Linked DNA regions of Mus musculus: region 1 is linked to region 2. The links are chromatin contacts, called in public Hi-C maps. All regions are on one chromosome and are shown on one strand. The core of a region is the stretch at or near the end of the contact, and the rest is flanking DNA. Distances in the headings are between cores, read along the strand shown. Region 1 has its middle 25 kb from the start of 4930579K19Rik. Region 2 overlaps Nmnat3 (nicotinamide nucleotide adenylyltransferase 3).

Region 1 (7,647 bases), core at 2,154-4,653, 210 kb after region 2:
GATGTAGCCTCTCTTACTTTGCAAGACTGAGTCTCTCAGATATGTATAAAATAGAAGACTGGATGGTAGGCATAGTTTTCCCTCAGTTGTTTTTTTTTTTTTTTTTTTTAGATTTTAAGTGTGGAAAGCTCCAAAAGAGAAAAACGTCATACACTTAGATTAAGCAGTTGTTAACACTCTGCCACATCTGCTCAACTATAATTCTTTCTGAGTTATTTGAGAATAAATTTCAGACATCAAAGCATTTTGCTCCTGAATAGTTCAGCACAGATCTTTCAAAAACAAGCATGTCTCTTCCACAAGATGGGAACGGCATGAGCAACTGTTGAACAATTCAGAAAATTAATAAATTATAAAAAAGTAGCAATTTGATCATGATTGAAAATTTAGTTTATGTAGCGCACTATTTGTAAAATAAAAATAGATCATCAAGTCAACAACTCCCTTGAATGTAATATTCAGTCCAAATTTAAACCTCAGAATGATCTTATAGATTTTAGGGAAAAAAACTTAAGACTCTGTCAAAGATTTTGCCACACAATAATTTTGTTTCAATTATTATTCTGTTTGGTTTCTTTGTTTCTGTTTGTTTGTTTGTTTTCCTTATCATACTAGAATTAGAAACTAGTCCCTTGTATATTCCAGGCAAGAACTCAACTGCTGGTCAATAGCTATAATCTCTTTTAATTTATAACATCTCCATCACTTTCTACAAACACATCTTTGTAAGTTTGTGACTGTGTGAGGATTTGTGCACTAGAGTGCAATGCCCTTAGAGGCCAGCAGATGGCTTCAGATCCCCCAGCTGCCTGATGTGAGTCCTGAGACTGGAAATTGAATCCTCTACAAAAACAGTTGGCATTCTTAATGCATTCTTAACTGCTAAACCAACTCTCCAGCTCTCCTTCTGCCACTTTTGTTTGATGTTTTCATTGCATCCCTTTTATAAAAAGTACAGGCCAGTTCTTTTGTCAATTCTCTATTTATCAATATGTTTCATTGTTTCCAAATCTCCCAGCCTTCCAGAGTCTGGGAAGAGATAGGAGGATGTGTGATGTTACATGAATTATGAAGTAAATTAAGATTAGAATGTGTGGGAAGATCTCACAAGACCAAGTTTCTTAGCCTGGCTAGTAATAGCTGCCTACCTCCTGGGACCGTCTCCCTACAACTTTACAAAAGAGACATGACCAAGTATCCTATGTGGTTAGCAGGCATTGCCTATGGGAAACCCCCAAACAGGATTGAAAACACATGAAGAAAAAGAAAGAATCCAACTAGAAGGCAATTGACCTTAACTGGAAGAAGCTGAGAAATAAGAATATTAACTACATCTCATATGATAACCCATAAAATAAAGCATAGATCCACAACTCGTTACTGATAAACATTTTAAAATAATATAAGTAAGTGGAAGGAAAGAATAATGCTTTCTAATAGAAGAATGTCAGTTAGTAAACACAGATGAGATGACAAATATTATTTCAATTACCACTAGACACCATAGATCACACAGATCGCATATAAAATATACCAATAGATATTCAATTAACTGTTCACATTTGGAGAGAAACAGAGTATCAGGGTAGCCTCAGGTATCTCTGCCCAGATAGTTATGATTTGTAAAAGGTAAAGCAGGGAGCTAGGCATGATGGAATACACTTATAATCGCAGCAGAGGCAGGAAGATTTGGAATTCAAACCCAGTCTGGGCTGTATAGTGAGGCCTTCTCTCAAAAACCTAAAATAATTAAAAGGAAGGAAGGAAGGAAAGAAGGGGAAGAAGGAAGAAAGAAAAAGTTGTAGCTTCACAAACCTCCTTAATCAAGCGATCAAATTTAACTAGCACAGTAATGAAAGCCATTCAGGGACACCATTATGGAATTCCCATCCAACCCAGCACCTCCATCAAATAGTAAACAAACATCCAATAAACTTCAGCTTACAGTTATTCAGCAGTGAAATTGACTGATGGTCTTTAAAAGTGCCAAAGCCAAGAAAGGACTGACAGATTGGCTCAGAGAGGGAGCCGCCGAGGAGTCATGGAGGCTGAAGTAGCAGAAGAGCATGCTAAGGAGAACTGTTGAAATTCAGATGAGGGCAGTCGTGTAGTTAAAAGTATTAATAGCATTAACAGTAGCATTGACATTCTGGTCACCATGCTATGGCTGTGATGGGTATTACATTAGCGTTCAGGGAAGCTGTGGGTTTATGAATATCAATTAACATGGATTAATATTAATTAGCAATTTATTAATATTCATTAACTTTTCTGTGTTCAAAAAAAATAAAAAATAAAAACTTAAAAAAAACCACAGCCCTAGATGTAAGTGAAGTTGAAGCTGAAGGCTTGGGGGCAGGGGATACAGCTAGGCCTCACCTGTCTTCAGCACCTCCTCGCTCTAGTCTGCCAAAATGTCTGAATACCATTCAAGACACATCACCTTTTTAGAATTTTCAGTTCTTTTAAATTTTCATAAAAATAAGCATTGCATGTTAGCCATGCTCCCCCAATCCCACCCCTTGCCCCTTTCCCAATATGCATTTCTTCTAACTAAGCTTTTGGGTACATAAAGGTCCAATGAGTCTTGCCTCAGATATTTATGGAGGAGCACTGTCTATATTTGGGCTAGGATGAGGCAGACAAGACCTCTGTCTCCCTGGAGGTCAGAATTAGCCATCCGTGTCTTAATATAATGATAAAGACTAGTTTCTTAGTTAAATCAAGGTACTAAGGAAAAGAAAATTCACAACTCCATTTGAGAAAGGGCAGTCTACAGAGAAGCTTCTAGAAGTCCATAAAGCATGGCTCTGAAGCCAACAGGAGGAGGCACTAGACCAACTAAGAGAGGCAATATGTATGTGGTTGAGCTGAACTGGAAACGCAGCAGACAGCATCCAGAAGGCCCTGTTTGTGCGGCAGGTCCTCCCAAACATGAGAGGTGATGGAGGAACCTGAGGTGTCCAGTTTAAGCAACACTCCTAAGGCTGAGCCAGGGCACGTGGTCCAGCTGGGCCATGGACCTGGACAGTCCGGTGCCAGAGTCTGTGAAGGCACATGTATGCTCTCTGATGCCTCTTCCTGTGAGGACACACGGCCGCAGGAAGACAGGAGGGAGACACAGAGCCTGAGTTAGTCTGGACTTCTGTTCGGAAAAGCAACACGGAGGTGAGCAGGCAATAGACATGAATGACTACTCCGTTTTTTTCTCAGACTTGTCACTTAGGATCAGATTTCTGCCACGCCTTCCTTCTCATGTTACAGACGAGGATGGCCAGAGAAGACAGACTTCTGCAGTTTCAATTAGCAGGCAAGGTTGTAATCTTCTGGTTTATGGAGAGAGCCTTGAGCTCTGATACTATCTGCTCTGGGTCTCATCCTTAGCTGAGCATGCGCTGACTCTCCCTCCTACTTGCCCTCTACCTCGCTCTCCCTCCCTTACCCTCCCTCTCCCTTTCTCCATCTCTGCCTCCCTCTCACACACTAAGTTAATTATTTAATGCTCATAATATATATCTTGAGGATGGCATTTTGCAGCACTGAGCTTTAAACAGTGCGTGTTTAAATACATTTAATCCAATGAATATTTCAAGGCAATTAATCTCCACAGGGTGAAAGAATGATCAGATCTCCCAGCACATCATAATACTTTGGAATCAGCCGAGGGAATGATCTGCCGCCCCGCCGCCCCGCAGTGGGTTCAGGAAGATTCACTTAAAAGACTTTTAGAGCTGACTATCCGGTGTTAACCAGCAAGGACGTTGCTGAAGAGAAGGATTAAGGTGCCGCCTAGTGGTTGGTAGTGTCTATGCAAGGAGAGAAGGTGCTAGCATCTTGATTTTGAAGAGGACTCCTTTACAAATGTGTATATTTATATATACACTCACAAACCGACAGACACAGTCGTGCTTTACGTGAAATTTTGTGTGCTACATATGCTCATCCTTGTATGACCTGCTTGTGTGTGTGTGTGTGTGTGTGTGTGTGTGTGTGTGTGTGTGTGTGAACAAGAGTGGGTGAGAATTTCCATGGGTATGCTGGAGTGCTGCTGCTGAGATCTGGTAACCCTTCTCTGAGACATTATCATGTCTATCGCTGAATTTTTTGTTTGGGGAAATTTCCAAGATATGGTATTTGTTGTAGCCATGCTAGCCAACATTTTGAAGACACATGCACACATCCTGATATACACGCATAAATATTTACACAATCCGGTTTCTATTGATTTTAATGACAACTTGCCACAGATTAGAATCACCTGAGTAAGAAACCTCACTTGGAAGAGCTGGCTTGGTTGCCTTAATTGACATTGGAAGACCCACCCAGATTGTGGACCCAACCAATAAAAACCCAAATAAGAAGGGCGTGGCAGGGAGGATGCTATCTGGACTTTTGCTCTCTTGGCCTTCCCTCTTGATGATTTTGCCCCGTTGCTGTCATTGATTCTTCAGCTGATATCGGAACCAGTATTTCTGGGCTTCCATCCTGGACTAAGGACCAGTGGCTCTCAAAGAATGAGCAACTACCCTCTCCAATAGCAAACCATTGCTGTGAGGCTACCTGACTTCTGAGGCACCCAGTCTAAAGGACCTAGCCTCTACCAGGTTCTCAGCCTCTCAGGTGCAATTCTGTTGTTGCTATTTTAATTTATGTGCACGTAGGTGTGTGAGCACGCATAGACATATTCACGTCATTGACTGTTCTTCTAGAGCAGTAGCTCTCAACCTGTGAGTCCCAACACCCACAGGGGTTGCATATCAGATATCTTGCATATTAGATATTTACATTATGACTCATAAGAGTAGCAAAATTACAGTTATGAAGTAGCAGCACAATAATTTTATGGTTGGGGGCATCACCACAGCGTGAGGAACTGTATTAAAGGGTCCCAGCATCAGAAAAGTTGAGAACCATTGTTCTATAAGAACCCCGACTAAGGGGGAAAAATCCCACCTAACCTTGTCAGTCCTATGAGAGCTTAGTGTTTATTCATTCCATATTTCAGATAAAGAAAACTGAGGCTTGCCTGAGGTCACGTAGCTTGTCAAAATCAGGTCTGCTGGCCCCGGAACCCATCTTGCTAGCCTTCCTATTACACTGCCTTATGTTACATTCAGAGTGAACTTGGCTAGGCTAACAGTGTCAAATCAACTGATGGACATCACCCACCTACTAGACTCTGGTACTGTGCTTGGCACTGTTGGGGAACAAACACACACACTATGATGCCTAGTCCAAGATTGTGAAAGCTTTTCTTTAAAACTGGGCATGCTGGTAATGCATGCTGGTAAACTCAGTCCTCAGAAGGCAGAGGCAGGAGGTTTACTGCAAGTTCAAGGCAAGCCTGGTCTACTTAGTGAGTCCCAAGCCATTCAGGGCTGCATAATAAGACTGTGTCTCAAAAAAACAAAGCAAGCCGGGCAGTGGTGGCACACACCTTTAATCCCAGCACTTGGGAGGCAAAGGCAGGCGGATTTCTGAGTTCGAGTCCAGCCTGGGCTACAGTGTGAGTTCCAGGACGTCCAGGGCTACACAGAGAAACCCTGCCTCACCCCCCCCCCCAAGAAACAAAGCAAACAAACATACAAACAAAAAAGTCCCACTGGTTTCTTAATGATGTTATACAGTGTACTTACTGGCTGGTTTTGTGTGTCAAGTTGACACAAATTAGAATCATCAGAGAGGAAGGAGCCTCAGTTGAGGAACTGCCTCCATGGAGTAAGGTATTTTCTCAATTAGTGATGACAGACCATTGTGAGTAGAGCTATCCCTGGGCTGGTGGTCCTGGTTTCTATAAGAAAGCAGGCTGAGCAAGCCAGGGAAGCAAGCCAGTAAACAGCAGCCTTCCATGGGCTCTGCATCAACTCCTGGCTCCAGGTTCTTGCCCTGTTTGAGTTCCTGTCCTGACTTCCTCTAATGATGGACTATAATCTGGAAGTATAAGCCTAATAAACTCTTTCCTCCCCAACTTACTTTTTGGTCATGGTGTTTCATCACAGAAACCCTAAGACTACATAAACCCTAAGAATACATAAAGACTTCACTTTTTAGATCTTTAAAATAAATACAGATAACTGGGGCTGGTGAGATGGCTCAGGAGTGAAGAGCATTGACTGCTTGTGTAAAGGACTCTCAAGGACTCAGGTTCAATTCCTAGCACCCACATGGCAGTTTACAGCTAGCTGTCTGTAACTCCAGGATCTAACACATAATAGCTCACAACTGTCTCTAAGTCCAGGACCTAACACCTTCACGCCGACATACAGGCAAAACACCGATACACATAAAATAAACATAAATTTTAAAACATGATGTCAAAAAGATACAGATAACTGCAAAACATAGTTAATTTAGCAGAGCAACTTTTGAATATCAAGCATGTGGATCCTGCTCTCTCTGTCCAGCTGTACCGTACTGACAAGAATGAATGGTCCAGGGCTTAGGCATGGCTCCGTGGCTCTCACTGTACCAACAGCTCGGACTTTCTGCCTTCCTATTCCTGGAGATCAGGAAAAGTTTCAGGAGCTGGAATCGATGCAGAAGCTCTGACCAGTCCTAAGACTACCTGGACTACCTAGGACTGTGATGAGGGGCCTTCAGTATTCAGTGACACATATTCACTCTGTGGAAGTGGCAAGGCCATTCATGAAGCACACTGTCTGAGGGCGGGGGGTGGGGGTGCTAACTAAACACATTGAAGGATCCCACAACTTAGAGAAAGTTTATCTCCTGATCCTGGATGTGCAGACCTCTGGTCACAGCTACTTTGGAGGCTGAGGCAGGAGGGTTACGAGTTACAGTGGGATCCTGTTTCACAATAGGAAGTAAGGCTAAGACTAGGGACATAACTCATGGTAGAGTGTTTGCCTAGCTTGTGTGAGGTTCTAGGTTCAATCCCCCACACAGCAAGAAAAACCAACCAACCAATCAACCTGTAACTTTAGTGGAAACACTGGTGGAGTTTGAACAGAGCAACGGACATGATAGTATCATGCAATGTTCATTTCCTAGTTCTTAAATTGCTGTGCTGGTTCAAGATGTTAAAGCTGAAGGATATTTGGAGACTGTATTGTTTTGTTTTTTCTGCTAAGTCTAAAGACAGTTTCCAGGGACCCTTACAGTAGCTTCTCTATCTAACTGTCCTTTCTTCAACACCTGGCAACTAGCTGGGTCACAGTTCATATAAATTTGTCACTTCAGCCATATCAAGTAAGAAGCCCGGCAGTGTGTGACGCTCCAGGATGGTTTTCACTGAGCACGGCTGTCTGGGGGTTTCAGGTTGTCATTGGCATCCATAGGTCATAGATTCTAATTGCTGAGTCGTGTTCTGTGGTGTGGATGCCTCTGTGGAACTGCTCACCTGTGGAATGACAGCTGGGCTATTTCCAGGCTTTTACCACTCTTAGGGACAAAGATGTCATAATCACAAATTATGGGATTTCACGCATAGTTCCATTTTTCTAGGAGAAAGACCCAGAAGCAGGACTGCTTAGTTTTAGAATAGCTTCACGCTCAGGGTTTGGTTTTTTTTGTTGTTGTTTTCTTTTTTAAAAGAAAATGTTAAACTGATTTCCACAATTTGCATCATTACCAGCAGCACATGAATAATTGTGTCTCCAGATTCTGGCCAGCGCATTAGCTGTGCTG
Region 2 (7,779 bases), core at 1,996-4,495:
GCTTGGTTTCTTTTAGTAGGCAAAAGCCAGTAATTTCACGAAATGCCACCTTATGTAGCATGTGTGTAGGGACTTGTGGCGTTCAAGTGGCCTCATAGCTTGTGTTGCACATTACAGATAGGATGGATCAGAATGATACAGAGTGGTGTATTTCACCACACTCTTCAGAGCTTAAAATAGAAGCCTCTAGAAGAGGGTAAGGAAAACTCATTTCAGTTTGAAATTACACAGCTGCAGCCCAAGTGAGCCACTCCTCTTGCCTCCTCGCAACACCTCTGATCTTCCTGTAGAGATAGTGGCTTACTGGACATTAGATATATACTACAATGAAATTATAAATGTGTGTAGATACATATGCCCTGAGTATCATTCCTGTGTGTTATACTAACATTGATTGCCTAGCCTAATGTGAGACAGTGCTAAAATTATGCCTGAAATTTACATCACCTCATCTAATACCTACTCATTAATAATCTGTCATATTAATATATATGCATATACATGTGCATGCCACTCTTTTTAACAGCTATATAAAATTATGCAGAATTTAACCAGTCCTCTATTGGCAGACATATAGTTCTGTGACTTCTTATTGTAGACAAACCTTTAGAGACCAGCCAGCTGATAGGTTTGTTAATAATTCCATGTCATTTATTTGAGGATATGCTTCCTACACACACCCACACGCATACACAGACATAGCTGCACTATGAGGGTAATTTGTGGGAAGTTTCTTAATGCTTTGGCATTCTCTATCCACTTCACACTTAACCTGTTCAGATGATATAGATGATAGTTTTAACTTCTGTTCTCCGTGCTGTCTTCTTCCTGCTTCAGGAGAGTCCATCACCCAGAGCTAGGAGGTAGATGCCAAGTGTTAAGGCCTCTTGTAGCCCACTTGCTGAAGGCTGAAGTCGAATTGTGTTAAAAAATCACCAAGGAGGGCCTGAGGAGATGGCTCAGTTAGTGCCCAAGGATCTGGTTTTGGATCTAAAGAATCCATATGTAAAAAGTCGGGTGCGGCCATCCAGTTATAATGCCAGCACAGGAAGGGCAGAAATAGGAGAGCCCTGAACCTGAGGGTCGAGATAGGCAGCCCCCTAAAGCTTGCCGGCCAAGTCTAGCTAATCAGTGAAAACTAGTTTTAGTGAAAGACTTTGTCTCAGAAGAAAACTAGAAAGCCACCAAAGGAGAACTCCAATATGATCTCTGGCCTCCACATGTACCCATAGACATGTCAACACATGTCCTGATGGGCAGGCAGAGGGAGAATCATAAACAAATTGCATGTTTTAAGAAGCTCCTCAAACTAGGTTCACAAAGCCCTCCCCCAAGGCTACACAAGTGTAACCACTACTAGTAAGGAGACCCTCAGAAGATCTAGTTTTACCGAGAGCTCTGTGGAGGCAGCCTCCCTAAGCAGCCACCCAAGCTAAAGTGGGGTTTTCAGTGACACAGCTGCCTCAGGCATTTCTGCTCCTGTAAGTGACCCTCACATACACATGTAACCCCAATAAAACTCATTGGTTCACCAAGCTGGCCTTGGGTGACATGGTTACTTTGTTTTGTCCATAGTGATCTATCTGGTGTGAATAGATATTTGTTCATTAGCTTCAGAGAACACTGGGTCATACAGCAACACATGTGTGTACATGTGCATGTGCGCCCGAGCGCCCATGCACACACACACACACACACACACATTCACTCACCGAGAATTCACGGAGTATTTAGGATAGCTATTGTACAGAGTGACATTCTTCCTACCAACACCTCTGTGGTACCAGTTTCTGATAGCTGCTACAATGAAAGAGCATAAACTTGGAGGTTTAAAACAGCAGAAAGATCCATATTTACTCACAGCTCTCAAGACCAGAAGTCTAAAATCAGGATCCTTAGCCCAAAATCAGTGTCAGGGACACATTCTCATGGGAAGCACCCAAGAGTCTGTTTCAAGCCTCGGTGGCTTCCAGCACTCAGTCTTGATCGGGGTTTGTCTAGAGGAACAGTGCACATAGAATGAATATCTATTGTAAGAGAGGATCTCTTAGATTGGCTTGCACAGTACAGGCTGGAGAGTCCAGCCGTGGCTGTCTGCACACTGGGAAAGCTGAGATCCCAGAACTGCTCACTGTGCAACTGGTCGCCTCTGCAGTCCCAGGCTGACCTGGAGACCTGGAAGATTTCCAGAGAGCTCTCTCTGGACTTCAGTACACCTTGGAAGACCAAAGAAGTAGAACCTGATGTCGTCAGTAGAGGATGGTGGCTGAAGCAGCCACGGCCACAGCGACAGAGGCACTGACCAGCAAGAAGCCAAGGCAAACAGGCACACACTGCTTTCTACCGCAGACCTCTGTAGCCAGCCCACCAGTTAGGAGGCGCTACCTATTCAGAGGGAAAAAGAGCTTGCCCTATGAGCAGCAAATGGAAGCCCCCTCATGGGCATACAGAAGTGTGTCTTAGCTGATCCCACATTCTGCCAGGTTGTCAATCAAGATTAACTGTCACACATGCCTTGGTTTGTGACCCTGTCACTGCTGTCCTCAGTACCAGCCTCCCCCAGATCTTCCTTTGTTTCCTTCACACAACTTTGTCTTTGTGTCAAATCCCCCTTTTTTTCTCCCTCTTCAGGGATACATAACACCTGCGTCTCAACAGCCTCAATGAAATCTGCAAAGATTTCTTTATTTTAAATAAAGTAACATTTAGTCCGGGGTCTAGAATACGATCTCTTTGGGGGACATTATTCTTCGTGGGTTTTTGTGTTGTGGTTTTCATCATGTTTTAAGTGATGACTGGGGACAATGCTTGATGCTGCCTTTGAGCTCCGTGGAAGTGTGTCGGTTCACAAAGAAGCCAGGCGTTTTTGTGCAGAAAAATTGGCCTCCGAGGTGAGGTGGCAGAGTCGGGGTCAGACAGAGTCCCTGGCTGACACACTCCTTGAACCAGAGACAGCATGCCCTCCCGCTACACCTCAGCACACAGCCTGTTTGCTCTTTAATTAGAGCTGCTTAGCTCTATGCCCTGTGTACAGGCTGAGAGGAAGTTGTGGAGCTGCCTGACTTTTTTTTTTTTTCCCTTTAGAACAAACTACACTCAAACAACAAGATAGTTTTCAGGCTATCCAGATGGACCCACGGCTGTTCTCCTGTTGTAAAAAAAAACAATGGAGAGCCTTGGACTCTAGCAAGGGCAGAAGGCCAGGAGAAGCGCATGCCTGTCAGGCAGGAAGCACCATTGAGCACACAGGATCTGACAGTGCTCAGCGTCCGTGCCTTCTGACTCCGATCCTCCCCCATGAAAGGCCTGTTAACAGTTTTGGACTCAGCCCTGCCCTGGTCACGTGAGAGCTAATGTCTTATGCTCACATTTCTCGATTTCACAGCAGACGCCCATGCTCCTAAACTGTGAAGCTCAGCATACCGCGCAGATTCTAGGATTTGGTCCAAATGGCTCCGACTACTGCCTATTTCAGCAGAGCTCCCTTTGGCCATGGCTTGTTAATATATTATAGAGACATTAGGACAGCAGTTCAGGAGCGTGTAAGGCAGGTGCCGAGCGAGCATGGTTCCCTGAAGTGCTCCCTAGCCAGACAGGAGTGATCTGAGGGATGGAGAGAGATGCCGGCCATGTCATTTCAGAGGCTGTTGTCCATGGGGACCCCTAAAGAACCTTGAGTGTAAGGCTGACCTGCACAGAGATACCACTGGGTCAGCTGCAACAAGCGTGTAGAGGCTGGCGCCAGGGGCTTGAGAATGAACACACCTACCTGTTAAAGGGACAGCACCATTGTGCTCACAAGAAACACAAGCCTCTTCCTAGGGTCTGTTGGTGTCAAGTGTAGTTTAGTAATCTCAGTGAGGTCAAGGGCACACTCTGCGAGTATTGCTAGTGAGTCCCAAGGAATAAATGAGGAAGAAGCTCAACTGGTCTGCTTCAGACTCAGGTCATGACTGTGGACTGACGGCCCAGCAGCCAGGTCTCATTTCTGCACAACACAGAAATTACACATCCTGTTAAATAGGTGTTGGGTGAACACGGTTAAAATTGTTAATTAATCATGGCCTCAAACCTGGCTCAGGTCTTTGCTTTCATAGACCATTGCTTGGATTTGCAACCGTCTGTTCACCAGCATGACAGTCTGCTCATAGCTCAATAAAGACAAGGTAGGCTGCTGGCCTTCTAGATGTATATTGCACGAGGCTAGAGAGAATGGCTCTATGCTTGGTTATGTTGTCCCCAGCAAAGCTCTTAACCTGTGGTTGAGTGTCAGCCTTTCCCACTTCTCCCCAGCTGTGTGTGATGCTCTGTTCTGCCTTTGTGGAGAGCCTGGGCTGAGTTTCCACCTCCCTGGTATTTTGAGATCCTCATAGTGTCCTCTTGTGGCCTTGAGAAATTTGGCAGCAGCAACAACTTGTTTTATATTGGGGCAAGTGAGAGATTGAACAAATGGAAACAGATGTTCTTTTTAGAATCCATGTGTGCATATGCTGTGTGTGGTGTGTAGTGTGTAAGTGTATATGCTGTGTGTGATGTATAGTGTGTGTATATACTGTGTATGATGTACAGTATGTAAGTGTATATGCTATGTGTGATGTACAGTGTGTAAGTGTATATGCTGTGTGTGATGTATAGTGTGTATGTGTATACACTCTGTAATGTATAGTGTGTGTATATACTGTGTGTGATGTACAGTATGTAAGTGTATATGCTATGTGTGATGTACAGTGTGTAAGTGTATATGTTGTATGTGATATATAGTGTGTATATGTATATACTGTGTAATGTATAGTGAGTGTATATGCTGTGTGTGATATACAGTGTGTAAATGTATATGCTATATGTGCTATATAGTGTGTAAGTGTATGTGCTGTGTGTGATATACAGTGTGTAAGTGCATTTGCTGTGTGTGATGTACAGCGTGTGAGTGTCTATGCTGTGTGTGATGTAGAGTGTATATATATGATGTGTGTAAGTATGGGTGCTCTCATGCCATAGCACACGTGTGGAGGTTAGAGGACAGTCTTGGATGCAGATCCTTGGATCTCACCGTCCACTTTGAGACAGTTTACCTTGCTTACAGCTGTGTACACCAGACTAGCCAGCCTGCAAGCTTTCTAGGAATTCTGTTCTGTCCCCCTCATCTCCCTGTGCGATACTGGGATTACAAACCCACGCTCTGGGGCCTGGCTTTTAGGTAGGTTCTGCCGATTTGAACTCAGGACCCATACTAGTATATTACGAGCTTGGCTCACCGAACAATCTCCGCAGCCCCTCTATGTTAGAATACTTATATTTCATTTTAAAGCTTGTGTAAAAATAACCAGTCTAAGAGGATTTGAGATAATATAGGAAAGACAGCTGTCACACCATATTCTTTGGCAAGTTTTGTCTTTTCATTGCCAGAATCTTCCTTCCTCTAAACACAAAGAAGCCTAGCTGACCTATGAGTTCATGGGACAGATGTGGTCTCCAAATCCTTCTGCTTGGCTCTATGTGGTTGCCTGCAACCCAATAACTATTGCTAAAACTCTCGGAAGCTTTGGAGGTCCTACAATCAAGCGTAGCTCTGGATGCCTTACCTTGCCCTTCATCCCCAGTTGCACTACAGGCTCCTCACACTGGGCTTAGGATTCCCTAATCACCTTCCATACAAGGATAGCGGGCTACACTTGCATATAGTCTCCTTTACCTGAGTTTCTTTCTTTCCAAAGTAATATATTTGTGTGGAGTATGGAGCAAGTGTGATCAGGGCCATGGACATCTTCCTGACATCCCCTCAGTTCTTCCCCTGTAGTATTTCATGGGTCAACAGGGCAGTCTAGAATTTATTTTCCCATTTCTCAAGAATGTTAAAGGAGCTGAGAGGTCACCCTCATTACAAATTACTAAATTGGCATGTGACAGCCTCATGAATACTGGAAGAAGATAAAGAAATCTTGGCCAGAGGTGAAGGATATTGCAGCTGTAGTAACATCAGGGTTTTCTCGTGCCACCACCCTGGGCTGCAGTTCCCCGGGGGTCAAGAAAACTTCATAAGCAGTGGGTGTGGTTACAAGAGAGGAGCACTCTACTGGCTGGTTTTATGTCAACTTGACACAAGCTACAGTCATTTGAGATGGAACTTCAATTAAGAAAATGCCTTCAGAAGACCAGATTGTAGGCAAGCCTACAAGACATTTTCTTAATTGGTGATTGATGGGGAGGGCCCAGCCCATTGTGGGTGGCGCCATCCCTGGGCTGGTGGTCCTGGGTTCTATAAGAAAGCAGGTTGAGTAAGCCATGAGGAGCAAGCCAGAAATCAGCAGTCCTCCATGGCCTCTGCACCAGCTCCTGCCTCCGGGTTCCTGATCTATTAGAGTTCCTGCCTTGATTCCCTCAGTGATGGACTGTCACCTGTAAATAAGCTGAAATAAACCCTGTCTTCTGCAAGTTGCTTTGGTTATGGTGTTTCATCACAGTGATAGTAACCCTAACGGAGACAAGCCCTATGCTTAGAGAGCCCTCATATTTTATGGGTGACAAACCTGCCTGTCCTTTGTTCCAAAGACAGGCATCACCTTTATTATACTATTCAGCAACCACACCTGCTTCTGTCCCAGAAGATGACACCATTTCCACCTTCCAAGGCTGAAGGATACTGTGTTCACTGCACAGTATCCTTAAGATGTTAGTCCAGAACACTGAACATGTGATGGTCTGCTTATAAGATAAGCAGAAGTGCAGGTGATCCCTGGAGAACTGACTCTCAGGGCTGTCCTTGTCTGAACTCAGACATACAGTCTAGTAGTCATCCATACATGTTGTTTTCCTTTGCCTCTCTGTTGCTGTGATAAACACTCTGAGTAAAAGCAACTGGGGGAGGAATGAGCTTGTTTGGCTTACACGTCCGGGTCATAGCCTGTCATTGAGAGAAGTTGGGCAGGAAGTACAGCAGGAAGTGGGGCAGAAACCACAAGGACTGGTGCTTACTGGGCTTACTCCCTGGCTCTTGCTTAGCTAGGTTTCTTATCCAGACCAGAGGCCCCTGCCTAGGGATAGCGTCACCCACAATAGACTGGGTCATCAATCAAGATAATTGCACACAGATATGGCCACAGACCAGGCCAAGGTGAGCAATTCCTCAGCTGATACTTCCTCCAATGACTCTAGGCTGTGCCAAGTAGATAGCTGGCCCTAAATAGGACATGTTTTATACCTGAGCATGCCCTGTGTTTGGAGCTAGGGTATAAGAATAAAACACATTCTCTTCCCTCAAGGAATATACTTTGCATATAATGGGTAGAGAATAAAGTATTATGGGATTGGCTATAAGGTGAAGGATTCAAGGGGATGAAGACCAGAGGAGGACCCCCACCTCAACCTGGAAGGAACAGGCTTTAGGAATCACCTAGTGGAGATAGGCCCTCAATGCTGTGGTCATTACTCTGGTTTGAATATTTGAGAGTGAGCCCAGTGCTCAAGGTGTGTAGTAAGCAGGTAGGGTATCAAGGCAAGTGTGAGGGAAGAGTGCAGATGACTGCCTGTTCCAGTTGGGCACTAGCTGGCCCATGGTGCCATCCCGTACTTTCACGAAATAACTCCTGCATTTGTCTGCCATAAAGAAAACCCAAGAGCCAGGCAGTGGTGCCGCATGCCTTTAATCCCAGCACTTGGGAAGCAAAGGCAGACAGATTTCTAAATTCGAGGCCAACCTGGTCTACAGAGTGAGTTCCAGGACAGCCAGGAGAGGAGAGGAGAGGAGAGGAGAGGAGAGGAGAGGAGAGGAGAGGAGAGGAG

The links. A called contact is a pair of places that touch in the nucleus more often than the background predicts.
Region 1: a contact with region 2 is called in a Hi-C map of uterus, with 4 times the contacts expected there. The contact joins two enhancer-like sites. A contact is called at or near these places in 4 of 484 Hi-C or Micro-C datasets (the HPC-7 cell line, cerebellar granule neurons, cortical neurons and 1 more), 2 of 115 datasets of contacts at active chromatin or transcription factors (embryonic stem cells and pancreatic cancer cells) and 1 of 9 other capture datasets (embryonic stem cells).

The regions. Positions count from the first base shown.
Region 1 is chr9:98,535,173-98,542,819 of GRCm38.p6, forward strand. No RefSeq gene overlaps it. Among named protein-coding and RNA genes, the nearest start is that of 4930579K19Rik, 25 kb to the right of the region's middle. Within about 2 kb of position 3,404, at least 36 of the 459 cell types and tissues checked have an H3K27ac peak or open chromatin away from gene starts, as enhancers often do. A contact at or near this core is called in the HPC-7 cell line and uterus, where this site is marked.
Region 2 is chr9:98,326,481-98,334,259 of GRCm38.p6, forward strand. All of the region lies in intron 1 of Nmnat3 (nicotinamide nucleotide adenylyltransferase 3), which reads left to right. Among named protein-coding and RNA genes, the nearest start is that of Gm46126, 31 kb to the left of the region's middle. Within about 2 kb of position 3,246, at least 63 of the 459 cell types and tissues checked have an H3K27ac peak or open chromatin away from gene starts, as enhancers often do. A contact at or near this core is called in the HPC-7 cell line and uterus, where this site is marked.